Linked DNA regions of Mus musculus: regions 1, 2, 3, 5 and 6 are each linked to region 4. The links are chromatin contacts, called in public HiCAR-type and promoter capture Hi-C maps. All regions are on one chromosome and are shown on one strand. Each heading gives the region's core, a stretch centred on a gene start, on an enhancer-like site or on the middle of the called end of the contact. The rest is flanking DNA. Distances are from core to core; before and after follow the strand shown. Region 1 holds the start of Macrod2 (mono-ADP ribosylhydrolase 2). Region 2 holds the start of Tasp1 (taspase, threonine aspartase 1). Region 3 holds the start of Mcm8 (minichromosome maintenance 8 homologous recombination repair factor). Region 4 holds the start of Slx4ip (SLX4 interacting protein). Region 5 holds the start of Tmem230 (transmembrane protein 230). Region 6 holds the start of Esf1 (ESF1 nucleolar pre-rRNA processing protein homolog).

The links. Promoter capture Hi-C pulls out the DNA fragments that hold promoters and counts their contacts. HiCAR-type assays count read pairs that join an accessible place to other places.
Region 1: a HiCAR-type map of astrocytes shows a contact between it and region 4, with 4 times the contacts expected there. The contact joins the promoter of Macrod2 here to the promoter of Slx4ip in region 4. A contact is called at or near these places in 1 of 39 promoter capture datasets (liver), 1 of 484 Hi-C or Micro-C datasets (CD4 T cells) and 1 of 115 datasets of contacts at active chromatin or transcription factors (astrocytes).
Region 2: a promoter capture Hi-C map of pre-B cells shows a contact between it and region 4. The contact joins the promoter of Tasp1 here to the promoter of Slx4ip in region 4. A contact is called at or near these places in 2 of 39 promoter capture datasets (liver and pre-B cells).
Region 3: a contact with region 4 is called in a promoter capture Hi-C map of pre-B cells, with 3 times the contacts expected there. The contact joins the promoter of Mcm8 here to the promoter of Slx4ip in region 4. A contact is called at or near these places in 1 of 39 promoter capture datasets (pre-B cells) and 1 of 484 Hi-C or Micro-C datasets (pre-B cells).
Region 5: a promoter capture Hi-C map of pre-B cells shows a contact between it and region 4, with 6 times the contacts expected there. The contact joins the promoter of Tmem230 here to the promoter of Slx4ip in region 4. A contact is called at or near these places in 1 of 39 promoter capture datasets (pre-B cells) and 1 of 484 Hi-C or Micro-C datasets (regulatory T cells).
Region 6: a promoter capture Hi-C map of pre-B cells shows a contact between it and region 4, with 2.7 times the contacts expected there. The contact joins the promoter of Esf1 here to the promoter of Slx4ip in region 4. A contact is called at or near these places in 2 of 39 promoter capture datasets (liver and pre-B cells) and 3 of 484 Hi-C or Micro-C datasets (CD4 T cells, the G1E-ER4 cell line and pre-B cells).

What each region holds. Positions count from the first base shown.
Region 1 is chr2:140,392,642-140,397,247 of GRCm38.p6, forward strand. Macrod2 (mono-ADP ribosylhydrolase 2) reads left to right here and starts at 2,789. Exons shown (of 19, transcript NM_001013802.3): 1 at 2,789-3,080. The coding sequence starts at 3,035.
Region 2 is chr2:140,064,835-140,069,382 of GRCm38.p6, forward strand. It overlaps Tasp1 (taspase, threonine aspartase 1), which reads right to left and starts at 1,971. Exons shown (of 14, transcript NM_001159640.2): 1 at 1,920-1,971.
Region 3 is chr2:132,814,497-132,818,532 of GRCm38.p6, forward strand. It overlaps Mcm8 (minichromosome maintenance 8 homologous recombination repair factor), which reads left to right and starts at 1,645. Exons shown (of 19, transcript NM_001291054.1): 1 at 1,645-1,969; 2 at 2,578-2,749; 3 at 3,209-3,292. The coding sequence starts at 2,602. It overlaps Trmt6 (tRNA methyltransferase 6), which reads right to left and starts at 1,558. Exons shown (of 11, transcript NM_175113.3): 1 at 1,308-1,558. The coding sequence starts at 1,438.
Region 4 is chr2:136,890,589-136,895,152 of GRCm38.p6, forward strand. It overlaps Slx4ip (SLX4 interacting protein), which reads left to right and starts at 1,580. Exons shown (of 8, transcript NM_028834.3): 1 at 1,580-1,773. It overlaps Mkks (McKusick-Kaufman syndrome), which reads right to left and starts at 818. Exons shown (of 6, transcript NM_021527.2): 1 at 455-818.
Region 5 is chr2:132,246,279-132,250,610 of GRCm38.p6, forward strand. It overlaps Tmem230 (transmembrane protein 230), which reads right to left and starts at 1,510. Exons shown (of 4, transcript NM_027478.3): 1 at 1,295-1,510. Pcna (proliferating cell nuclear antigen) reads right to left here. Exons shown (of 6, transcript NM_011045.2): 5 at 3,496-3,619; 6 at 3,008-3,417. The coding sequence ends at 3,338.
Region 6 is chr2:140,168,686-140,173,383 of GRCm38.p6, forward strand. Esf1 (ESF1 nucleolar pre-rRNA processing protein homolog) reads right to left here and starts at 1,873. Exons shown (of 14, transcript NM_001081090.1): 1 at 1,792-1,873. It overlaps Ndufaf5 (NADH:ubiquinone oxidoreductase complex assembly factor 5), which reads left to right and starts at 1,961. Exons shown (of 11, transcript NM_027093.4): 1 at 1,961-2,248; 2 at 3,342-3,382. The coding sequence starts at 2,027.

The DNA of each region.
Region 1 (4,606 bases), core at 1,539-4,038, 3.5 Mb after region 4:
TCCATTCTTCATGACTGTACTAGTAAACTTAGTGTGGCCAAAATAAAATACCACAGAATAGAGGGCTTAAGTAACAGAAAGAGTTACCCACTCTTTTGGAGGCTGAGGGCCTGAGATTAGGATATCAGGGTGGTAGAGTTCTGATGAAGATCCTCCTGTTGGCTTGAAGACACCTGCTTTCTCTGTATTTTTATATGGCAGAGAAAGGATAGGCAAGGGAGGGAAGGCCAGCTCTCTCTCCCATTAAAAAGGTTATGTCCTATCAGACTATGACCCTGCCTCTTAACAATATTCTTTCCAGATATAACTGCATTGCATCGAAGGACTACAAACCCAGAAATATTGAGGTGGGTGGAACACAATTCAGTCCTTAGCAAAGAGCAATAAAAGTCCTTAATTTCCACCAATGGGATGGCATGGTCTTCTCTGACAAGACAGTGAGAGATGTGGTGGTGAAGAGACTGGGTAGAGGTCAGAAGTGAACAGCGAGGCTGGTGAGGAAGTTTCTCTAGTGGCTCAGGGTGATCCAGACAGCATTTCTGTTGGAAACTAGAGCATTGCAGACTAATCCACAAGGTAAAATTGAGCAGATTCGATATGAACACGAAGGCACGAGAAGGACCTGGGTGGCGCTTGGCTTTTCACACTGCTTACCTGAGCGTGCAACAAAGGTATCCAGACAGGAGCACTCCAAGGAGATCAAATGGAGGGGAAGAATCATGAACTGTTTTGAGAGCTGAACATTTCCGGAATGTTTGAGAGACAGTTTAACCTTTTTGGAATGATACTTTTTATTATTATAATAATTACCACTAAGTACTTAAACCATTACTTCGTAAATATCATTGGCTCAACACAATAAAAGCCTTTGAGCTGACATGAGATGTTAACAGTGCAGCATGGTGGAAGGACATGGTGGAAGGACCCTAGGCTGGTGTGCAGCCTCCCTGAGGAAGAGCTACCTGGTAGGAAGCACTCTCTGGCAGACACCTAACGTTGAGGACTTTTAAATAAGTCAAATTTTTCCTGAATGAAATATGATCTTTAGATGCTGATCTGGCTCATAATGACATCATGAAATACCCAAGGCAGGCTACTTAGGAAATAAAGGTACCCCCATTTTGCCATATGGTCCTGGAGGCTCAAGTCCAAGACTAGGTGGCCCCATTAGTATGAGTCTCTGGTGATGGTGCCACATCATGGATGGAATGTTACATGTCAAGCTAGAAAGCAGAGAAGCACAAACAAGACTCTCATAATTCTCTTTGGAAACAGGCCTCAGTGACATCCCTAGGACCTACTTCTTAAAGGTCTCACCACCTTGGAATTGTGGCACATTCAGGAAGAAAGCTTTGGATGCTTGGTCCTTTGAGGGACATCCTCCATGTGTCAAACCACACCTCTTGGTTAATGTTAACACTGCCTTGACCATCCATGAGAACTTCGTCATCTTTCCTCCCAAAGTCTACCCCATTGCCATTTTATCTGGATTCTACATGAGTCAAAGCCCTTCTTATTTCATTATCAGTGTGATTTCAAAGGCTTCCTTCTTGAAGCTTTTTTCTCCCAACAAAAATAATGTTTTATGTATTTGATAGCATTTAAAGAAAAATCCCAAAGAAAAATGTCAAAATAAATATTACTGTTTTATGATGTTGTGAATTCATTTTTAAGTCTCATTACTCAAACATTCTTCCATTCTTTACAATTCTCAGCTTGGTCTCTCTTTTCCCTTTTCTTTGTCATTGTCATTGTCATTATTATTATTATTATTATTATTATTTTAATGCGTTTTACTTCTCTTTGGTGGAAGGCAGTTTAAGGTTGAGGCACGAGAATCCCTAAATTGTGGCAAGCCTGAGCTACAAAAGACCCACTCTAAAAAACAAACAAACGAACAAACCGTGTTCCCTAAAGTTATTTGCCAATGCATATAACTATATTGATCCTAAATTGATGAATAGATGTGAGTTTCCCAAATCCACTAAGCCAGCTTCGTGGAGAGATAAGTTTGGGGTGCAAAGAAGAGGGTGCAAAAGTTCTATGTTCTAGGTCACTGCTCTTGAGGTAGATTCTCTGGCAATTGGATTTCCTGAATCATGAGAGAACTACCTAGGATGGAGCTAGATCTTTGGATGAGAAGTTGTTTTGAAGTCAATCAGGAATAAAAGACAACCAGGCACTAGTTGGATTTACTTTGATGTGGGACTTGGTTCTCATACATTTTGGTCACCAGATCTTAAAACTCTCGAGTTGGCCCTGTGTACTGTGAAGCTTTTGAAACTTCACAGAATTCTAACTAAATCTCTAACCCACGATTGAGCAGCGGGTTGCACACGGTCTGGATCTTTTCTTTTGGTTCTATTTGTCCACCGAGAGGAAAGCGTCAGGTAAAACCTGTTCAGACGAGGCGGTTACAACTTCTAGGACGGGTGACCTCTTCTTCATTCTACAGTCCCCTAGACTCTCATCATTGTCAGCGGGGTCTGGGTCATCAGGCACACCTGCTGGCAGGCCACGCCCTCAGGCCCTGCTCCTCCCGCTCCCCGCAGGCGGTGGCTGCACGCCCCGCCTCCGTCGTGAAGCAGCCTCCCCGCTCCTCGAGCTCTGGCCCCGCCCCTTCCAGCTCCCCAACGTCCTCGGCGTCGAGCCCAAGCCTGCGCCTGCGCCTGCGCCCTGAGGCTGAAGTAGGGGCGCGCCTTGGCTAGAGCCGGGAGAGCGGCGGGCGGAGCAGCCAATGGGCGGCGGCGCTGCCTGGCTGCCGGGAGGCGGGGCCTGCGCGGGTGTTAGGTTAGCGCGAGGCGTGACCTAGTTGACAGGCTCTGAGGTGCTGCTGTGGCGGCGGCCGCCTGGCAGAGCGGGCGGGTCGAGGGAGGAGGGCGGCGACGGGCCAGCGGCTAGCGGCGCGGGACGCAGAGCCTTTGCACTTTTCCCTCCCGAGTGTCCCCTCCATCCACCCCCCACACTCCACACACCCTGTTTGCCCGTGAGCCTGGGGAACTTGCAGCTTAAAGCCAGCCACCCCCACGGCAGCATGTACCCCAGCAACAAGAAGAAAAAGGTGTGGAGAGAGGAGAAAGGTAACCGGCCCCGCGACCCCGGGGACGGGCGGCGGGTGGGTGGGGGCGGGGGCCCGGCGGGGCGGCGCGACGCCCTCCGCCCGCAGCCTCCTCGCGCCCTCTCTCTCTCGGCCGGTGCCGCTCCTGCCCGCGGCCGCGTCCACGCGCGCGCACGCCACCGGCCACGCGCCGCCCGGGCACCTGCGGCTCGCGCACTTGTGGGCGCACACCCCTCCGGGCGCCGGGTCACCTCCTACCCCGCGTGCTCGCCTCCCGGCAGGCGCGCGCCCCCGGGCTAGGGTACAAGTTGGTCAGGACCCCAGCTGGCACTTTGTACCTCCCGCCGGGTGTCCCGCGGACCGGTGCCGGCCGGCCGGTGTCGCTCTGGCTGCAGTTGCTGAGCCTGGGGAGCATCTGCACCCGCACCTGCCTTCCTCCGGTCCCAGCCTCTGTCCTCCTGACATCCCAAAGTGGCTGGGGTCCCCGCTATGCTCAGCTGCAGTGTGACTTTTGAAATTTGGAACCCAAAAGGAGCATCTTGTCGGAGAGAATAAGTGCCCTCGGAGAAGTCTGAATGGGCTTTCCTCGGCAATGTGGTTCTCTGTTGCATCCTCATTCATAGTGTGAAGTCGCACGGAGTAAGACAGCGAGCACTCTGTGAATGAACCCTTCCATCCCTGAGTTTTGTGCACATCGAGGCTTATCCAAATCCGTTAGATTGACAGCGGCACGGATTCCTTTAAGAAATAGAACTGTGCGATAAGTTCTTTTTCTCCTCCTGTCTGTCTCATCTCAGTTTCATAGGTCATATTGTGATGTAATGCTTGATTCTCTGGCATATTTTTCTTCATCTTTTTCTTTCTTCTCTTTTAACCTGTTTTCTTACCTCAACCTCCGACCCCAATTTCAGAAAAACTATTTGCATTGCTACTACCAACTTGCACCAAATTTGCATATAAAAGATGGAGCAAGGGTGTACCATTTCCTCAGGACTGTCTTCTTACGGAACGGGGCTAAAGGGGGTAACTCAGTTGAAAGTTGATTTTCTTGCTGATAGCTTGTTAAACATTTTTGTTGCAAGTCTCTGTCCTTTGTGAACCTTTTGACCAAACAATGGACTTAAAAGTGAGAATTAGAAACAATTCTCTAAGTAGTGCCTGCTTTATGAAAAAAAAGTATCGAGGAGGGAGTATTCAAATCAACTGCAGGGAAGTATGAATATGGTCGAGTAGCGCAGTTAAAGTATCCTTTAAATATTGAAAGATTCGCTTTAGTGTCATTGTTTCAATGAGTGTGAGTGCTGAGAGAACTAAAAGTCAAAGTGTCACAGAACAAATACTCTTTAGCTTGAGAGCTTGACTGCAGGGCTGGGACATAGCTCACAGGTAGAGCACATGCTGACCTCAGTGAGCCCCTACACCTGGTGCTGGGGAAAACTAAACAAGCAAACAGATCAGGAAAGAGCCAGGTACGTGAACTAGTGAGACGTTTTATTAGTGCTTAGCTTTTGTAGTAGCAATTTAAATTGAACACACTAATGTGAGCAT
Region 2 (4,548 bases), core at 721-3,220, 3.2 Mb after region 4:
GCAGGCAAAACATGCATCCACATAAAATAAAATTTAAAATATCTAGTCAAACAACTTAAATATTTCTCCAAAACTATGTAATGTTTTATAAATACAAAGATAGATGCTTAAGATTATTCATCATAAAAATCAAAACAATAGTGAGACACTATTTCCCTAGTACCACTATAAGACGCATATAATCAAAACAGGTGTCTGGAGATGAAGACCTTTCTTATCTGCAGGATTCAATGTGCTGTGATCATTCTGGAAAGTGTCTGTTGAGTTCTCCAAACATAACCACCCAGAAGTTCCACTTCTATATACATAACCAAAAAAACAAAAAGATCAAATATAAAACTAAAATCAAATATCCACACAAAAAGTTACAAATATGATGTGTACAGAATTATTCCAAAATAACCCGAAGGACCAAACAATCCAACTGCATATCCATAAAAAGGAACGGGGGAGGTACATCCATCAGTGGTAGGATGCTCACCCAGCATGTGTGCGGGTCCATCCCCAGAATCAATGGGGGGGGGGGTAACATAAACACAAAGGAATGAGGCATTATTACATAGCTATGGACAAATCTTGAAAACATTATGCTCACTGAAAGAAGCTAGACACAAAAGGACACCTGTTACATACTTCTATTTACTTAAACCGTACAAAACAGAAAGATACATACTAAACCATGGATCAGAAGTTGGGGGAAACTGGAGAAGGGTAAGTAACTGTACTGGGCACAAGATATCTGGGGAAGGTGATAAAAATTGGTCTGGAACTAGACAGCAACGACATACATACAACTTTTGAATCCTTAAAATGAGAGAGGGGGAGAGAGAAGCTTACAATTTAAGAGGATTTTGGTACTGTGTTGATTACACCTCAATAAGAAAAAAAATAAAATAACCAGGGTTGGAAAGACAGCTCGGCAATAAAGAGCACTTGCTTCTAGCGGACCTGAGTAAGTTCCTAGCACCACTCGCTGGCTTACATCCATCCTTGATTCCCCCAGATGCCCTCTACTGGCCTGCACGGATATGCCCATGCTCGCGGTGCAGACATTATGATGCAAGCAGTCACACACATAAACTAAAATAACCCTCTCCCCTCCCCCAAAAAAAGGCAAAACCAATCTATCCGTGCAATGAATGCAACATATACAAAACTGCAATTTCTAGTTTTAACCATATTATACACATACACTTGTCGGTGACATCTACAACACCTAAGAAATTATAAAGCACAAAATCCTTAGTGGCGGCAACTATGTTAATCTCTTGTTCTGCAATTCCCAAGCATTTTCTAATAACCACGGCCACTGCTTCTAATAACCAAACGCCTGAGTGCGTAAGATAAACTCCCTTAGCTTGTTATTCAAAGAAAGGTCTTGGTTCAATGGCCCCCAATAAACCTTCCCTTCCTCTCCTCGGTATAATTAAGTTGAACTCGGAGGAATCCCTATGCCTTCTACTTCAAAACACCTCCAGTTTACAGCTACTCGCCCGCCTCTCCAGCATCTTCACTGACTCAGTCCTAGCCACCTCTACACTGACTGGATGCTACATGTCCCTCGGGACGCTAACCCGGGCTCTAACAGACTCAGGGAAGCTCTGACCCCACCGCGACATCTGTCTGTGACACATCCCGGGCCCGCTGTGGACCTGGGACACGTGAGTTCCCTGTAGCCTGGGACTGCACAGCGCGCGAAGAGCTCCGAGAACTCCGCAGCCAAGGGAACTGGCGGCCCCCACGCGTGACCACAACTCCGGGCCGGGGAATCCGTGGGGCCCTGCGCCGGGCCGGACAGGTGGCGCCGTGAGAGCCGTCCCGAGCGGTGGCGTGAGGACGCCACGCGGGCCTGCCGGACCATACGGAGACCGAGGCTAGGCAGCGGCGACGCGGACAGCGTCAGAACGAGGGACACTCACCCGCGTCAGCGCAGAGCACTCACACACAGGAAGTAGTCGTTCGCCCGTTGCCAGGGTGAGGAAGCGGGAGTGGCGTAAAGCCTTTCCATTGGTCGACGTGCACACGTGGCCGGAAGCAGACGCCCCGCGAGCCTGAGTCCTAATCGCCTAGGCTATAGCGTCTCTCTCTTTAAGCGTTTGAGCTGAGACACTCCGCGGTTATTTCTGGCTTCTGATATCTGAGGGTTTTTTAAAATATGTATTTATTGGCCTATTGGGGGTTTGTTTGTTGTCATAGCTATACAATCGCCGTTGCCCACCTTGCTTTCATTGTGCTCGGTAATTAGCTTTGAGGATGTGTCTACCTGTTACCCACGAAGTTGACTGACGAGCGGGTTGCACGTTATGAAAATAGTAGCCATCATTGATGAGGGCGTTGCAGAAGAACCCTTCCCTCATCCATGTAGCCTTGACCCCTATGGAAAAGCAGGATTCAACCTAGGTTTTGTTTAAGTGGGAGTCAGAAAAGGTAGTTAGTCTTTAACTGTCCAAGATCAAAGACCAAGAGCCAGTAGCAATCCTTGTAACTAGTATCAAGAATGGTTTGACAGCCTGTTTGTGGGGAGCAGAGATTAGAAGGAATAGAACACTGCAGGTTAGGTATCAGTCGTCTGAGATACTTGAGAAGTATTTGGGAATTTTCTTTTCTTCAAATTTTGAAATACTTGCTTATACATAATAAAACGTCCTGGGTGATAGGTTATTTCTCCAACGGTGAAATGAGCCAATTCAAACCAATTAAGATTATATTAAAGGCAGAATATTGGGAAGTTGCTTTCAGGGGAGTTCACTGGCCCCAAGGATTGAGGCCAGGGGAGCATTGGAGGTGAGAGAAGAGAAGGAAAACAAGGGAGACCAAAATATCTTGATTATAGAGGGAAGAGCCTCTGGGGGAAGGGCAGCTCGGCCGCTGGACTGGAAAGTTCAGGGTTGGGGCAGGGTTCGCCAAGAAGGGACTGAGGGATGCTGAGTGAAACTGAAGTTCAGGTGTGCTTTGGTATGTAAAATATGCGCCTCAGTCCCTTGTCCCTGGTCCCAAACCAAAGCAGTGGATGAGACTCCAGTTGCAAAAATACTCAGCTGTATTTCATGCAGACCTTATACACAGAGACTAAAGGTAATTTTGTAACGCATTTTTAAATAGTTTTGTGCACAGTGTGGGAGCAGCTGAGGTTTTGGATTTTTAGATGAGATGTTTCAGCATGTATTTTCACATGTATCCTATGTGAGGTCTCAGACCAGCAGTTTAGAATTACCTAAACTCTTACTTAAAAATGCAAATTCTTAGAATCCACCTAAATGAATGTTTGTTGTTTTGTTTTGTTTTGTTTTTTCCGAGACAGTGTTTCTCTGTATAGCCCTAGTGGTCCTGGAACTCACTTTGTAGACCAGGCTGGCCTCAAACTCATATCCGCTTATCTCTCTGCCTCCCTAAAGGCTGGTCTTTTAACAAGCCCTTTGGGTAAATGTAACGCACCTAAAGCATTACTGGATTGTGGAATTTCTTGGTTTAATCTTAGCGGTGGAGCAGGAAGGGTGATAAGCCCGACGCCCCAGAAGAGGAGAGCAACCAATAACGGGGCTTTTAGATGATCAAGAACGAAGTGCAAGAAGGCAGTTTGAGGATGAGGAGTTTAGTGATTTTTATCCTGTCATCCCTAGATTAAAATATGTGAATTGAAAAAAAAATTCATCTGCTGGTAATCCCAAACACATAATTAATAATTCTTATATTGTTTAAGATATCTTCTTAATAATTTTCTTTTATGGGTAAAAATTAAGAGACAGTTATGAAATTTATCTGTGTAAGCAGCACATAAGATTTGAAAGGGAATGTAGAGAACAGTAAGGAAAAAAATTCTTTAGAACTTTTTTTCAGATTTTGTTTTTTGTTTTGTTTTTGTTTTTCGAGACAGGGTTTCTCTGTGTAGCCCTGGCTGTCCTGGAACTCACTCTGCAGACCAGGCTGGCCTCGAACTAAGAAATCCGCCTGCCTCTGCCTCCCAAGTGCTGGGATTAAAGGCATGCGCCACCACGCCCGGCCAGATTTTTTTTCATTTAATGTATATGAATACACTGTTGCTGTCTTCAGACATACTAGAAGAGGGCATCAGATCCCATTACAGATGGTTGTGAGCCACCAAGTGGTTGCTGGGAATTGAACTCAGGACCTCTGGAAGAGCAGTCAGTGCTCTTAATTGCTGAGCCATCACTCCAGCCCAGAAGGAAAAAAAAAAAAAAAAAATTCTTAATGGTTTAGTTAGTGAATGGTAGCCATAAAGTAGAAGTTAACAGCAAGGATTCTAGAAACAGAAGAATCAGTGTTTATATATCTGTGTTCTACCACTTAACTAAAACATTGAACGATTTGCTTTATCTTCCTACTATTTAATTTCCACATTTGTAAAATGAGGATTAAAAATTGTTGTGTGTGCCAGGCGGTGGTGGCGCATGCCTTTAATCCCAGCACATGGGAGGCAGAGACAGGCGGATTTCTGAGTTCAAGACCAGCCTACTCTACAAAGTGAGTTCCAGGACAGCCAGGGCTATACAGAGAAACCCTGTCTCGAAAAACCAAAAAAAAAAGAAA
Region 3 (4,036 bases), core at 395-2,894, 4.1 Mb before region 4:
GCATCCAAACTGACAGGCCGGAAAGTGTGGGAGGCGATCTGATAAATAATGAAGCTGCCTGTTTCCTGGGAACGATTAAGAGTGGCAGAGAGCCATGATCTCTTTGGTGATAGGGAGTCCGGCTTGGGATGCAGCTGGGTTCAGTGGGTCATTTTCTAAATAAAACAAAAAATTAGGATCGTGGCTTCCTAAGAACAGGGATAGTAAAAAGAGCTTACAGCTGACTCTTTAGGGAGCTGGAGAAATGACCCAGCACTCGAGAGCACTTACTGCTCTTCCACAGGATCTGACTTTGGTTCCCAGCACCCAAGTTGTGTGGTTCCCAATTGGCTGTAACGCCAACTCCAGGAAATACAAAGCATTTGGCCACTGAGCGCACAGGAATTCACATACTCAAGCCCACAAAAACACACACACACACACACACACACACACACACACCTTAAAACAATACTAGGTCGTTTTTTTGTTGGTTTTTTTTTTTTTTTTTGAGACTGGATTTCTCTGTGTAGCCCATCAAACAAACTAATTAACAAAAAGAGTACCTTTTAGAACTAAAGATACAGTATGTCTCCTTGGTAACAAAAAGGATCATCTAACAAAACACATTATAAAAAGGACATTCAAATGGTTGTATCAGAACATGAAGCAAGCTGAGTGTGGTGAAGCAAACCTGTAATCCCACCACTTGGGAGGCAGGAAAGTGTTTGCTTCAGCGGGCCATCAGCAAGCACCAGTATGTATACTGGGCTTAAGCTGGCCATGTACCTTGTAGTAAGTTCTCTTTTCTTACAGTAGACAGATTTTTCCCACTGGGATCCAGAGAATAAGACTGCCTACCTGCAAGCCATACTATGTGTAAGAGATCTTTCTTATCTCCCTTTTCTCTTACTGAGGAAGTTGGATTTATGAAGAAAGTGGGGAGCTGGGAAGAGAGTCAGACATAAGAGATACGAATGTGAAAGGTTGGATAAATTCTGTAAGACTAGTGAGGCTCTTCCCCCGCCCCCCAAGAATCCTCGGGAAAGCACCCTCCTGAGTGGGAGTATCAAGAATGGAATTCTTGGGAAGAGAATTTGGCGCAGAAGGTAGAATAGAAAGTTGGGGAATGAAAGGTAGAGGCGAGTACTGTACCCGTAAGCCAAGGATGCGGCAGGATCCCGGTGGGAAGGCCTCAGTGATAGGAAGACCTGAGTGGTAGCAATAAGGGCTGGGGAGCGGGATTCAAAGAGCCAAGAATGGGGCACAGGAGGGAGTGATTATCCGGGTGGTGGTGCGCGCTGCCCAAGGCCAGCAACCAGACTCACTTTCTCCGCTGGACTTGCACTGCTTTGAACACATCTTCTCGCTTCAGCACCACGAAGTCACCGTCATGGATGCAGTGGTCCCCGAGAGGCGGGGGCGGTGAGCTCGGCTGCTCCGCAGCTGATGCCTCCATGGAAGCCAGGTAAATTTCAACCTCCGTTTTTGCTCCAGCCGCTAGGAGCCCGGCACGACCAGGAGGGACCTGCGTCTCCGCCGGCACCGCCCCCACGTGCTGCACGCCGCTTCCGCTTTCCGGTCCGGACCTCGGGACGGCTTCCGGAAGCCTGGCGACTTCCGTCTCTCTGAACTCTTTGATTGGCTACACTTCATCCCGCCCCCTAGTCGCGTGGCTTCCTTAAGCAGAAGCGCGTCATAGACGCGCCAAAAAAGAACTTCAAGCGAGGTCCGAGTTTGCCTTCTGGGCTTGTGCTCGGCCTTCCCCGCCCTGCGTCTGGCGTTCTGGCGCGCAGTGACGCGGGCACCGGGCGGCTCCGGAGACGGAGTGTCCGCGGAGCCCTGCGTGAGAGTGTATACGGCTTACGGCTCTGTCGCAGGCTCCGGGGCTCCTGAAAGCAGGACGCGAGGAAGACGGGGAGTCAGGGATTGCGTACGACTTTTCTCAGGCTGCTTCCCTATGTAGATGTTGGAATCGCCACCGTTCTCAGTATGTTATCCTGTTGGATCGATGTGGAACGTAGTGTTGCGATGGAATGTCTCATCCTGAGGATCCTGAAGACTTGAGCTTTTATCACAGGGCTATCACAAGCAACCTTGATTATTATTAGTTTGCATACTTGCGAATCTTTTATTTATTAAAACCTCTTAGGGTTAGAACAGGTTCTCCTAATGAATTACAGCACAGCGTATGAATCTATCAATAGTTTGTATCTGTGGGATAGGAATTTTTAAGTGGAGTTACTTTCTTTTGGAACAGTTTTAGGACAGCCTGCCACAGAAAGTAATACAGCGAAGATTGGGCTATGTTATTTCCCTAGTATCGTACTGGTGAGGATTATTTTCAGCCAATACTGCCCAATATTAGTTCCACACAGAAAACCGGTTCAAGTTAACTCCTTGATTTCTCTCTTGGTGGTTTGTTGAAAACTGGTATTGAATAAATGTCTATGGTGTACCTTAATCATGATGGAGATTAAAAGAATTAACTATACAACACATAAGGTTTATACTGCAGCATGGAACTTTGCAAGCCTAAGTGCTGGTCTTAAACACAGTACATTAATCCCCCCCTTACTATGTTAATACATTTTTTAGGAGTGCTCTTGACTTGTGGAAGACATGAGTGGTGCTTATAGAGGCAGAGGTTTTGGACGAGGAAGATTCCAAAGCTGGAAAAGAGGAAGAGGTGGTGGGAACTTCTCAGGAAGGTGGAGAGAAAGAGAAAACAGAGTTGACCTGAATGAAGCTTCAGGAAAGCACGCTTCTGGTACGTGCACGCAGGGATCGATATGTTTTCTCTCGGGAAAGAGACAATTCAAGGGCCGGTAGATGCCAGAGTAGGTAAGGGGGACTGCTGCCAAGTGAGGACCCTCAGGTCCCTGGAACCTACATGGTGGAAGGAGAAAACTGACTCCATAAGCTGCCCTCTGACCTCCACATATGCACTATGGCATGTGTGGGCCTACTAGTGTGCACAGGCAACATAATGTAAAAAGAAAAAAAAAATACAAGGAATGGAAATAATGATAATGCCTATTAATAATAATGCCTAGTAGATAGCAGGATAGTTTAACTCAGACTTCAGGTCTGAAGGTTAATATTTATAATTCTTATTGAAATATCTAATTTGGAGTCTATTAATAGACTCCTGTAAAAGGAGAAACTAGTTGGAGGGAAAACTAGCCAGTGCTTTGGTTTTTACTAACATCGTATTCTACGTTTTCAGCACAAGCCTCACAACCGTTACTTCAACAGTCAACATTGGATCAGTTTATCCCGTATAAGGGCTGGAAGCTTTACTTCTCTGAAGGTGGAGTTTAAGAACCATAAGTTATATATTCATCTTTGGATACTACAATTCATGTTACCGTTGTGCACTGGTCTTCCTGCTCTATGCCGCCTTTCTCTCTTCCAAGCATTTGTTTGAGCATTATTGCTATATGATGTATCAGGAAAACAGGAACTGGTGAATGTTTCAAAAGATTTCATACAAGGAATTGGATATGTATATGGTAGACTCAACACAGCAGTCTGATTCCTGTGACTGAGGGAGAACCAACCAAGAAATGCCAAGGTTATCAGAAGTGGGAGCTCAAAGGGAGAGGCAGGACAACGGTGACATATTCATTGCATCGCACCCTTCCAAAGCTGTGCTGTATCACTTTGAAAGACGTCCTACTGTGTGATGAGAACTTAGACGAATGAAGCTGATTGTCCCTAGTAATTGAGGATAGATCAGATGTTCCTGGAGGCTAGAACTATACTATCCTGTGCAGTCGCAGGGATGCCATGGAACAAGGGGCTGGAGAGATGGCTCAGCAGTTAAACATGCTTACTGTTCTTCTAGAGAGCCTGACCTTGGTTCCCAAAAGGAAACTCACTCTGAAACCCTTTTTGACCTCTGTAGATGCCTACATGCATGGCATGTGCTCCCGCTCTCTCCCTCTCCCTCTCCCTCTCTCTCTCCCTCCCTCCCTCCCTCCTCCCTCTCCACCTCCCTCTCTCCCAAGCATGTGCACTTGTGTGCGTGCGCGAGCGCACACACACACACACA
Region 4 (4,564 bases), core at 330-2,829:
TTACAATTCTTGTGCATGTGAGTTTGAGGAAGCTCTATTCAAACTCTACCTGATATTGGTCACTCCTCCTCACCCACACTGATCCATCATCAGATAGTCACATCCTGAAGCTACTTTGTTTTTATTGTTGTTGTTTTGTTTAGTTTGTTTGTTTTCCGAGACAGGGTTTCTCTGTGTAGCTCTGACTGTCCTGGAACTCACTGTGTAGACCAGGCTGGCCTCCAACTCAGAAATCCGCCTGCCTCTGCCTCCCAAGTGCTGGGATTAAAGGCGTGCACCACCACCGCCCCGCTCTGAAGCTACTTTGAAAGCTGTCCTTGGGCCAATCCGGTAGCCAGGTGCCTCTGTATCCCCGCCCCCAAATACCCTTGTCCCAACCACTCGCGACCTTTCCGTGCGGGGACGCGGTGAGGCCGCAGGCTGGCTTCTCCACCAGCGGCCTGGCCCCTCTCACCTGCCCACCAGCAGCTGCACCTCTAGGTCAGGCCACCTTCACCACCAGAAACCAGAAATCGCGCTTGCACAGCAACCAACCACGCAGCGGAGCGCCACCACCTTTGCCCTGCGCGGCAAGAAGGCGCATGCGCAACTCTATGCTCACGCGCACCACCCCTCCTTCCCCCGCCCCTCTTCCGGGGTTTGCGTGAAGCTCCCGCAAAGGAAAGCTGCGGCCGTCACCGGAAATCTTACGGGCAGACGTGTATTCTGTCTGTGCGCGCTACCAAAATTGAAAGGTCACATCACATCACATCACAGCACCAAGAAGGTGGCAGAGCGTGCGGCTCTCTGCTCTCTCGAAAGGTATTTGTAGAACGAATGAAGCTGTTACCAGTCCTAGGTGGCGTTTCCTCTGTTCTGACCAATCACAAGGCGCCTTGCCCTGTCACTCAGTTGTCAATTCCCACCTCTCTCAGGACGCCCTAAGCTGTAGAAACTGGCTCCGCCCTGCCGGTCCGAGTGACGTCAGAGAGCGAACATGCGCAGACAGAGCCTGTCGCCATGCAGGAAACTTCCGCCCAGTCTAGGAGCGGGGTTGGCAGAAGTCGGGAGTCTTCAATTCAGTGCCGGATCCGGTTGGTTAATTTCCTTGGCTTTGCCTTTCTTTTTTTTTTCTTCAGAGATAAGTCTTTTATTCTTTTGAACCACCCGAAGCATTATGAAATTATGTTTAAACATATTTTATTTCGCTTTTCTCTGGCACCGTGAAAGGCACCTTTATTTTTCAACGTATCTTTTAATCTTCCTCATTAAAAATATTTTCTACTCTTGCCCTATAGTTTTGTGATACGAAAAACACGGCTTTTGTTGTTGTTGTCCATCAGTACATATCGTTGACGTACAGTGATACATTATCTGCCAATTGTATTTGTGGCTTTTCCAACCTCTTAAAAAAAAAAAAAAAATCCGCTTTGGCCGCCATTTTTATTTTGGTCTCCATAAAGCGTTGATATCATCGACAGAAGCCATTTTTCGTTTGGGCAGTTCTTTCCGGCTATCCCATTACCTTAGCCAGGGCTTCGGGCGCCATCGTAGGTGCTGGCAGTGGCTTCCAACCGAATGAAGTCGATAATGCCATCTTGTGTTTGGGCGCTGGTTGCATTCTCTAACGTGCGAGGGGACGCTGGGAAACGGGAAGTAAGCCAAAGCTGCTGAAGCTTGGTCTGCCGCCTTTTTAGTCTGAGTTTTCCCGTTCAGGTACTATACTAGTCCACCAGTGACCCCGGACAGTAACAAAGCATTACAGCCCGAACCCACCTCCCGCCACCATCGTAGGTAAGAGCGTGTGATACTTCGTTCGGATAACCCAGCTCTTCCCTCAGTTGGACCGAACTGTTTGGCCATCTTATACCAATACGTATTTTTGTTTTGGATTTTGGGACTTAACACAATTTTTCTCTTAGGTATTCCTTCTCTTTCCATTAGAATTGTTAAACACCACTGTTCAGGAAGACTGAGATTTAAAGGGACAATAACGTTGAGGGAATTTCCGTAGAATAACAAAGCAAAATGGATGGAACAGCAAATTTGATCATTAATTGTATGGCTTTCTGCATCTATAGAGGTGAATATAGCTCCCAGAGGACTTTAAAATGTGATCAGCTGTGTTTGTATATTCTTCCCATTCATTCATTCATTCATTGAATTTGTTGAATACTTAGCTAGTTTTGTGCTATAAAATATAGAAGTAAACTTCAAAACAAAACAAAACGAAACCTCCTTTTCATCCACTTGCTTTGATATATCCAAAGCTGGGACCAGGAACATAATGTTCTAATGTTTTTTTTTTTAGCACTGCTGGACAAGCAACTTCATGTTCTCACTTCTCGTATTTCTTGGATACTGTATATAGCCATAATTGTAAGGCTAATAGTCCAGGTAGCATGGCCTTGTTGCTCAGTGTAATCATCGACCAGCCATCCCAGCATCTTCTGGGAGCATGTTTCTTGGAATGAGTAGAAGCTGCACTTGGGCACAGTATAATAGTGACTTGGAAACTTTGGACTGTGGCTTACCTTAGCTTTTTGTAGCACCAGGCTTTCTTCTGTGTCTTCTTGTATGAGAAAAGAAAATCAGTAGTTCTCAACCTTGGCTGCCCATGACAGTCACCTGGGAAGCTTCTAAACCAGACTTCAGACCAGTTGCAGATAGAAATGGAGACTATGTGGAATATAGATGACACTAAGGTATTTGAGACATGGTTTTCATGCTGTTAGGCGTAAGATTGGTTTTCACCTTCCCTCTTGGCTTTACTTAAAATACCATGGAGACAGGGAGGAGTATTAGGTTGGGTGGGTGTTGAACCAATGTCCCAGTGACTGGTTACCTTGTCAACCAGCTTCCCAGTAATTGTTACTTTGCCATATATGTCTTTTCCTTAGTCTAAGTGGGAAAGAAGAATGAACACCATTTGTTTTACTGAGTCTCACATGAATGTTTCCATTGTGGATATTCATGTTTTATGAGTATGTAGGAAAACATTATTACACTGAAATATTGCTTGTTTGCAATTTTTACAGTGCTACTAAGGGTAGTGATGTAGTGTGGATGGGTAAAAAAATCAGTTCTGAAACGTCTTCCCTGACTGTACATCCTACTTCCTTCACCCCAGCTCCATCTCTGAGATCTAAAAGACAGTTACCCACCCTTGTGCTTGAGTTTCCTAACTTGTAAGGTAGGACTCCTGTGAGAGTTAGCTAAGTTAATACAAGCAATGTGCTTCCTAAGTACCTGGCATGGGCTGGAGAGCTGGCCCAGAGTCAAGAGCTGTGTGCTGTTCTAGACAACCTGAGTTTAGTTCCCAGCACCTATGTCAGGCAGTTCACGATTGCCTGTAACTCCAGCTTCTTGGGAACTCAGAGGTGTCTGATGTCTGCGGGTGCCTACACTCACATGTGCAAAGGTGCACACAGTCACACCCCCATGCACATAAATTAAAAAAATTCTTTTAAGAAGTACCTGGCATATACTAGCAGCTATGAAAATATTACCTGTAGCTGTATATTTTATTATATTATAATTACAAGTTTGGATTATTAAGATTTTATTTATACATTCCCATGACTGAAATTCTTTGGCTTTCCACTTTGTGCATCAATTTGAAAAACAAGGTGGTCTAAATACATTACCCAAGGCCAGGAAGATGATTTTTAAATACATTTTTTAAATCAAAAGATCTTCTTTTAAACATAGCCTTATTGAGATGAAGTTGTAGTACAAATAACAGCATTTCTTTAAAATGTACCAGGTGATGTGTTTTACATATATAAACACTGGTGAATCATCATCACAGTCAAATAATGAACATACCTATCACGCTCCAAAGTTTGATCATGTTCCTTGGTAATTCCTCTAGCTACTTTTTTCTAGGCAGCTGCTGACCTATCAGTATAAACAAGCATTTTCTAGATTCTTATTTCAATTGGAATCTCGTACTATGGTTTTTAATTTGAGAGGGAGTATGAGTAATTATTTTGAGAACCATCTTTGTTATATTGATAGCTCATTTCTTTCTTTCTTTTTTTTTTTCTTCCTAGTTAGTTTTTTTTTTTTTTTTCTTTTGTGGTGCTGCAAATTGAAGTCAGGGCTTAGTGCTTGTTAGGCAAGTGCTTTATCACAGAGCTACAGCCACAGACTCTTCAGCCTGTTTGAATCGCTAACTGCTCTCAGTGTGTGGCTATACAGTCATTGTTACAACTCACTAACTGATAACCATTGAGATTTTTGTTTTCAGTGTGCTCATTTTTGCATAACTATGTTCTTCTCCAGATTATTTCAATAGAAAAAAGTTATTAAAAAAGTTATTTAGTGCTGTCTATATACTATGAAAACAGAAGAATATAGTGGTAAAATATTTTGTGTTGGGATTACCTTTCTCTTATATAGTTTATGCCTTAATTTTTTATGAAAAAAATATGCCATTTTAGAAATGCAAAATGTGTGGCTGGAGATGTAGCTCAGTGGTAGAGTTCTTGCCTAATATGCATGTGGTCCTGGGACCAACCTGCAACTCTGTATTTAAAAAAAACAAGAAAATTCAGGTCTCAGGATTGAACATTTCACTGGC
Region 5 (4,332 bases), core at 260-2,759, 4.6 Mb before region 4:
TTCACCAAGAATCAGGCTCTGTTCAATCTGCTACCGATGTTTCTGGCCTAATTTTCTAAAGTCCAATGTTCACATTTTCAACCCCTCCCTTACAGTACTGCCTACCCCTTAACTTTCCTCAGGAGCATAAATTCACATAACTTTTTTGTCTGCCATGAAAGGAGGAGGAGGAGGATAAGGAATGACACACACATCAGCATCGTGTCTACTTCTAGGTGTGGTACGGTTCTATGTACAAATTCTTATCCATGTGGGAAACGCCCTGGCTATCCATACCACACTAGACATCCACGGCCACCTGCCTCTCTGCTCCCATCCCAAGCATGAAACAAGTGAGTTTACATTCCACATCATGTAGCTCCTGAAAAAACGGATCTAAAAATCCGTTTTACTCAAACTATTCAAAGCAGACAGACATAATAAAAATCATAACTACTGAATTATTTGAGAGTAGGTAAAATTTAAAAGCAATGACGTTTAAATCTTAAAAGTTTGAAATTTAAGCTCAGTACTTCAGTAGGTTACTCTAATCCCAACTACTTGGGAAGAAAGGTGTGGATATACGAAGTTGGAGGCCAGTCTGGGCAACATAGGAAGACCAGACACTCTCCCCTACCATAAATGAAATGTGTGGATTCTTTATAAAGTCATACAATTATGTAAACAAAACAGACTATTTTATTTGCAATGGCATTTGAATTCTAAACGCAAAAAGTCCATCTTTAAGAAGAAAACTAAGTGGCCTTCACTGGTGTGATGTTTTGCACATAATCTCCACAATGGCATGTGATATTTTTTCGATCTTAATGAGCTGCCAGACACTGGTATTACAGTCGACCTTAAGTAACTAGCATGCAAAAAACTGGTGTCAAGTGTTTCTGCGTTTTGGTTAATTACATCCTAGTTCAGAAGTACTAAAAAGGAGCAACGGGAATCCATTTACATTTCTAAACCTTAGGTACTAGGTTTTTGATGTTGCCATCCCATAACATGTTTAATTCCTCATATCTAAAAGTTGAAGCTACCAATAAGCAGGATTTTCGAAGCATTAAACCATGCCTGATTTGTATTACAAGTTATAAAGTTATGTACTTTCCACTTATAAACTCGCACCAAAACAAAAACGTTGCAGCACGACAACGAAATGGGAAGATTTGTTTTTCTTAGCAAGGGATTCTAGAGTGGCGTTATCACATAGTAAATGACAACTTAAAAAACTATCAGCCCAAGTTTCTGCTACACTTTTTACCGGCCCCACCACGATTTCTGCCCACCCTCCCGGGCCCACAAGGACCTAAGCGTGGCGCTGTGGACAACCTCTCGTCGCCCTCCGCCGCCGCCAACGTGAACTAACTGTCTCCGGGAAGCAGCCTCGGTGGCAGGGCCAGGTCTCGCGGCTGGCTTCCGGGAGCGCGCGCCCGCCCCCTACCCGCGCTGCGCTCCCCGTTCTCCGTTAGGCGCGCTCGCAAGGCTCGCTCAACAGCCAAGCGGAAGGGGCGGTCTTAAGGACAGCCCAGCGGAAGTGACGTGGCGGATAGAGGCGCACCGGAAGTGCTGTCACCAGGAAATCGTGTCATCGAATCTTGCTTCCAGGGCACATGGCTGGAGGGCTTCATTGCTGTCTTGTTTTATGTTTGGTAGCGTTTCTTTACGTAGCGCAGGCTGTCCTGGAACTCAGGATGCTGATTAGGCTGGCCTCGAACATAAGGTTTGCCTGGGACAAATGGCGAATGCCACCATGCTCAACCGGGTAGCGGCTTGCTTTTGCCCTGGTGACCAGGACCTGCTACCTCCATAGGGTGGGCGGGCGCGTACTTAGGGTCTCACCCACCAGGATCGAGTTCACAGCAAAACTGTTGAGGTTCCAGTCCTGACCCCATGGCCACATCGGTGCACAGCAGAGTCCTGGGTATCCAGAGGGGTGGACAAGGGATACCCACCAGGAATCTTGCCCTGTCCTAAACACCCCTATGCTGACACTGGTCACCACTCACTAATTAGCGTTCTCACAGCCCCAAAATCTTGTTATTACTACCTGATTATTAAACACTACCCAGGTAAGTGTCCTACCTACCAGACACAGCTGAGTTCTAACATTCATCCTCATGAAAGTGACGTCTTGATAAAGCATTCCCACCACTCCAGAGTTCTCTGAGAGCAGTATTTGCAGGCTACTTCCTTCTGCACTTAATTGGCTCAAAGTATTGAACAGTTGTAGCTACTAGGCATGAGCTCTAACCAACAACCTCCCAGAACAAAGCTGTATTGTCTACATACTGTCAAACATGAAATACAAAGGAAAAATATCTTGGGGTCCACAGATAGAGCTTAGTATTTAAAGGCCTTCAAATGTGGCCTCCCGGAACAGAGCAAACAGGCTCTATACTAGCCATGGTTTGAGATCCTGCTGAAATATAGCAAGAACTGAAAATGGTTCCCCACACCAAACCAGGTTAACACACGCATGCTCACTCATACCTGCAAAAGACACACACACATAAAAACTGAGAGGGGAGGTAGGATAATTTGTCACCAAGCTTGAAGAACTTCATTCAACCCCTGGAAGCCAGGGTGCTGGGGTATACCAATTCCTATAAAATTGTCCTGACCCCCACATGAGCCTCACACATACACAATAAATATACTCAAATATTCTTTAGTTTTATGTAGCATATCATGATCAAAACCACAGGGCCTTTTTAACCCTTCTTGGATCAAGTAGCCACGAAGTTTGGGCCTTTGCTTCACTCAAGATGGACTGTATGTAGTCCTGGTTGGCCTAGGGAGAGATTTATCCACCCCACCCCCTGCACTGCCATTAAAGTTGTATTTTAAAAGAGCTACATCCCAAACAAGGCTACCAGAAAACTTTGCACAACGTAATTACATAAACTCAAGAGAAACATTTTTTTATTGCTATCTCCACGATGGAAGAGAGAACAAAAGCCCATTTACCTAACAGGGTATAACTATTCAGTAGCCATGGTACAAAGGCGGCACTGCTCTATGACTTTTCAAATTGTTAACTTTATTTAAATTGAACAATATTTCTTAAAACTGCATTTAGCGTCAAGATCATTGATGAAAATCACCAGTATTTGTAAAGCAGAAACATTCATGTTAACAAAACTAGTTTTTACTTTGGAGCTTATTCTTTAAGCAAATTATGGAGAATGGAGAGAAAAGAAAGTAGGTTATTTACAGAAGATATCTACATATTTTATTTTAATATTTAAGAATACTCAGGTACAAACTTGGTGACAGAAAAGACCTCAGGACACGCTGGCATCTCAGGAGCAATCTTCAAAGGTTTAGTTTTCTCAATTTCTAGCAATGCCTAAGATGCTTCCTCATCTTCAATCTTGGGAGCCAAATAATACTTTAAGTGTCCCATGTCAGCAATTTTATACTCTACAACTGAAAGACAGGAAAAATTAAACCACCGAATACTATAAATACCACATTACAAAACAATGTTCAAACTTATCATCTTACCAAGGGGCACATCTGCAGACATACTGAGTGTTACTGTAGGAGACAGTGGAGTGGCTTTTGTGAAAAAGTTCAGGTACCTCAGAGCAAACGTTAGGTGAACAGGCTCATTCATCTCTATGGTTACCTAGAGGAGAAAACAGGCTCACTGTAGACATCAGAAACTCACACTATTAGATCACGGTATTATACCACAAAGCAAAACAAATAGTTATCATTTTGGAAGGGTTGATGAAAACCTTGACTAAAGAAGAAAAAAGTCTAGCTTGCCCATCCTGTAGAGCCACACCCCAAGCAATCAAAACAAAGGAGAAAGTTGTTCCTATTCAGATTGTACATACTTCTCTTGCAAAGAATGCATGAAGAGAGGAAGATAACACATAACCACTTCCAAAAACAAGAACCAACAGCTGAATGCAAGCTAAGGGACAGTAAACCAGTCTTCATTGTATGATTATCAATTTTATTCAATTCCCAATCCTTGAACATGTGGATACTGAAAAATTCCTTAATTTCTTTTGTTGTGGAAATGCTTGCACATCAGACAAATACTGATGAATTACATGTCAGTATTTGAGAACTGAGGAGCTGAAGTTGATATGGAAGTAGAAATAATTCAGCAGATTAAGGTTAAGAACTAGTTCTTGGGTTGTGTGTTTATCTATGTTCGAATTCTTACACTTTCATTTACTTTAAATTCATGCAGAGGCCAAGTAACACCTTATATTTACCTTAAATACTTGCAGTAAGCACTCTGAATTTCACTATACTAAACCCTAAAAATCCTATTTAGTTCAGACTTCTGTGTGTAATTCTGATGCTCAGGCTAGCTAGCAAAAC
Region 6 (4,698 bases), core at 623-3,122, 3.3 Mb after region 4:
AAATAAACTTGTAAACCAAGGTTTTATAAACCTAGGGTTTTGAGGAGGGCAATGTTTAGTAGCTGACTGCCCTCAGAATTTTTATAGTTCTAGCTTGTACTTGCCATCAATTAAAAGATTATTCTTGGTGCATAGAGCCACACACGTAAAACCAAGATTCTGAAGGCAGAATCATGCTTATTATGAGGCCAGATCTTAGATAGTTTCATAGGGAATTGGTGGTCAGTCTGGGTTACCTAGTGAGATTGTTTCAAGAAACCAAAGACAGATGCTGGGGAGAAGGCTGAATCAGCGAAGCGCTTGTAATACAAATACAACATGGATTTGATACTCCAGAACACACACACATAAAACAAACAAACAAACAAACAAACAAACCCTGAATGCCTGTAATCCCAGAGACAAGAGGACTCACTCCCTAATCATCCAACTTAGCTTACTTGAGGAGCTTCAGGTTCCAATGAGAGGTTCTGCTTAAAAAAAAAAAAAAAAGTGGAGAGCAATTGAGGAAGACACTAGCCATCACCTCTGGCTCCATATACAAGCACCCTTCCAAACATATGAGCACACACGTGCATGGGTATGTGGGCTGATGTAATCATCTACAGATGCAACAGACACAGGAAGACAAAAACAAAAGATTCTGAAATCTCAGCTGGTCTAATTGGGTTTTCATAGTCTTGTTTCATTCTCTTTGTTAATGTTTACTTCATAATTGCATAAGCTTTTGGTTTTACAAAGCTGTCTCTTAACTAATGAGGGGCATTTAAAAAAAAATCAAATCAGATTTACCTTAGTGTTATTTCTATAAATCCTAGTTTCTATCAAGACCCAAATTAGTCTCAAACTACAGTTAACAATTGTCACGTTCTTCTTAATAAATTTTTCCATGTGTATGGGTGTTAAGTATTCATGTGTGTCTGCATATCACTTCTGTGCCTCCTGCCCATGGACGCCTGAAGAGGTCTTCTGAGCCCCTGGAACTGGTTTTACTGACTGGACAATAGTCAGCCATCAAGTGGATGCTGGAAATTTAACCTAGGTCCACTGAAGACCAGCAGCCAGTGCACTTAACCACTGAGCAATCTATCCAGTCCCAAATGTCGCTTTTTTATAACATTTTATTCTCAAAGTGACTAAGGCCTAGATAGGCTATAAACACACAAAAACGCTCACAGAAGTTTGTATGCCTAATGTTCCTTTGTAAAGCGTCCCTGGTGGTTGGATTTCTCCAGATTTCAACTTTGCAAAAAAGTCAGAAGTTTCTGTATGAATAAAAGCTGACTGACCAAACAAGACAGTATTTACGCCCCTCACTCCTGCGACAGACTGTACGCCATCACAACAGGCTAGCCTAGCCTTGAACTGCAATCACTTCTGTCTCTCGGCCTCAATACTGGAATTACAGTGTTGCTTTACTTCAGAACCCTTTACATTCTAATAGAGAGAGAGAGAGAGAGAGAGATACTACAACACCTGGAACAGCTGTACGACACAGCTACCACCTCAACCAACTGCAGTGCGTGTGAATGTTGGAAATGGAAGCCCACGGCGAACATGGGATGTTCAGAGGAGCGAAAGCAACTGGACAGCACTTGAAACGCTTCCCGGTCTCCCTCAAGTCCACCCACCCTCTGGCCTGGGAGCTCCAGGTCAGCTCGTCCCGAACCATCTTCCCACCTCACAAACTTTCGGGGCAAGTTACTCGGCTGCGTTCTCTGTCTCTCTCGAGAAGCAGCTCTGAAGAGAACAATGAGGCCAGAAAGGGACCGGACTATAGGGGCTACTCACAAATCCCAAGGAGAGCCCGACGGGCGACCGCACAGTTTCCCACCACTCTTCTCAGATCCCAGTCTGAGTTCACATGGAGCGCACTCCCACAATCCTCCGCGAGACGCTCCGTCTTAACGGCACGCGAGCTGGGCCAAACTACTTCAACCTTCCGCCTTGGAACTGCGCTAGTCGTAGTCCCGTTGGCGCATGCGCCTAATAGAAACCATGCCCTGCTGTGGCGCCCGGGCTGAAGATGCTGCGAAAGGTCGTTCTTTTGCGCCTCTGCCCACTGCTTGGCCGGCCAGCGGTCTCTGCATCGAGCGGCAGTCGCAGGGAGGTCGCTTCTGGTGTCCCTCCTTCGGGCAGCACCTCGCCCAGAGCCCTAAACATCTTCGACAGGGAATTGAAGAGGAAGCAGAAGAATTGGGCCGCCCGGCAGCCCGACCCCATGAAATTTGACTACCTGAAGGAGGAGGTGAGACTGTGGGGCTGCGACGGAGGGAGGCGTGGAGCCGGGTAGGGCGGACCCACCCACCCGACTGTGTGACCTTGAGAAGCTTCACTCTCTAGAGCCTTTCTGATTTTCCGGGAAGCACGAGAGGCTCCGATAGCATGCGGGGCAATCATTCATTCGCTTTGCAAACACTGCTTGAGTTCCAGGGAAAAGCAAGATCATTTAGGAGTGAGTAGGAGACACATAGACAGGGAATGTAATTGCAGCAAAAGGAAGGTGAAGAAAAAGTGAGATAGCGGTATTGGTGACTGCGGTGGTCAAGAATGGCTGTTATGGCGAAAAGTGAGAGATTAGTTGAGCCGAGATGAGAGATGGGACGAGTCTCCTAGGAAAAGGAAAAGTGCAAAACTCCTAAGGCCAAAAGGACGTGTAGAGGCCTTCAATAAGTCCTTCCATTCTGTTCAAGAAAAGCTTGTAAGAGACTGAGTACAAGGTGTGGATAGTTGACTGCATCCCGGATGACGCCAGTCCGGGGAAGGGTGGTACTTACCATACGATTTCTTTTATGTTGTGTTTAGGAGATGGTCGTCTATACTTTTCCAGACTTGGTGTTTACTAATTTGCAAGCATTGGCTGTCTTAATTTATTATGTAATATATACCAGCCTGACCTCGAATTCATAGAAATCCACCTGCCTCAGCCTCCCGATGTTGATGTTGGGTTTGAGTTTCCGAGACAAGGGTCTTTTTAATATATCCTGGTTTGGAACTCATAGTCACCGTGTATTCCAGACTGGCCTCAGACTTGTGGTAATCCTGCTTACTCCTGAATCGAAGGACTATAGACATAAACTGCCACACCAAGGAGATCGTTAATTTTGATTTCATTAAATTTGCTTCTAAAGTAATTTGCTTCCGTTTGTTTTCAGGGTATTTTATTATTTCCATAATAAAAAAATAAAGTATTTGTAAAGGAAGTTGCTGTGGGACAATAGCAAATGGGATAGAAGGAAACACTTCTGTTTTGAAACATATGTTGAATCTTAGGAAAAAAAGTTACTTTTCTGTTAAGCCTGCTTGGTGTATTTAACCCATTGACTCTTGAAATTTTCCAGGTTGGAAGTCGGATTGCAGACCGTGTTTATGACATAGCCAGGTAGGAGATGCTATTTCAGTGAGATGCAGTCTCTCCTTCTCCCTGCTCCTTTCTCCCATGCTCCCCTCTCCCAGTCTGTCTCTCTGTCTTTTTCCCAAAACAGACAACTTGCTCTAACTCCTAAGCTATACCTTGAACTAGGCTTGGACAGCCCACCTTTCTTAGGTTCTTAAGTATCTGAGACTATAGACCTGCTTCTCCAGTCCTGGTTAAGAACAAAATCTGATGTTGAATGAAGACTGGAAATTAAGTGATGTGAGTTTGCTACGTGGAGTAGTTGAGTATGAGAAATGTATTGGCAGGATTAGAGATTTAACTCACTGTAAACATCTTTCTTTTTAGATTTTTGAGATAGGGTCTCACTATGTAGCCCAGGAGGCACTCCTCCTGCCTCTGCCTCTAAATGTTGAGATTATAAGCATACACAGCCACTCCTGCTTATTCTTTTTCTTGTCCGGGAAAGCAAATGCTGTTTTCTTTTCTTTTTTTTTTTATTAGGTATTTAAATGCTGTTTTCTTCATTGGTAACTTTTATTTTTCTTTTTTTAAATTATGAATGTAAAACTTGTAGCTTTCTTCAAGCCTGAATGACTGATCTACTTCATGTAGCCCAAATTTAGATAGATTGCTCAAAATATGGAATTAAAAATTTAACTACATGTGAAATTTTAAGATTTATTAAACTTAAGTTTAGGTTTTATTGAAATGAACAATAGAATCTTCTGCAGTTTGAGTGAAGGAAAAAAAAGTCTATCTAGATTTGTTTTCCAGTTAGTATAGGTGAGACCTGTTGGAGAACCCTGCTAGTAAGGTTTGCAGCCCACCATGTCTGGATAGCTTTCTAAGCTCAGTGCAAAGTGGAAGACTCCCTTTCTCAGAGGGGCTTCCATTTCTCTATCTAGCCTTGTTTGTTAGTGTCTGAATACAGATGTCTGACCTTATTTGGAGGATAACCCTGCAAAGAGCTTGCTGCAATCTCTGTATGATTCAGCATAAGGCTCACTCTTGCCCCCTTCCCATATGATAATGAGGTACTGTGTTATGACCAGTGGACTCTTTCCACCCCTAAACCTAAGAGCCCTTATATACCCTACCCCTGGATCACTAAAGTAGAGCTGTCTCACTGAAGCTTTCTCTCGGGAGCTCTCTGCTTCTGCTCCCCCATCCCTATCCCCCCTCCCCCCACCCCCGCTGCCCAGCAAGAGGAAAAGGAGATCCACAAGACATTGCTCATTTTATCTTAAGCATTGGTAATAGTAATACAGATTCTACAGGGAATGACTTGAGAAGGAACATCTTCAATGAAGTAATATAAA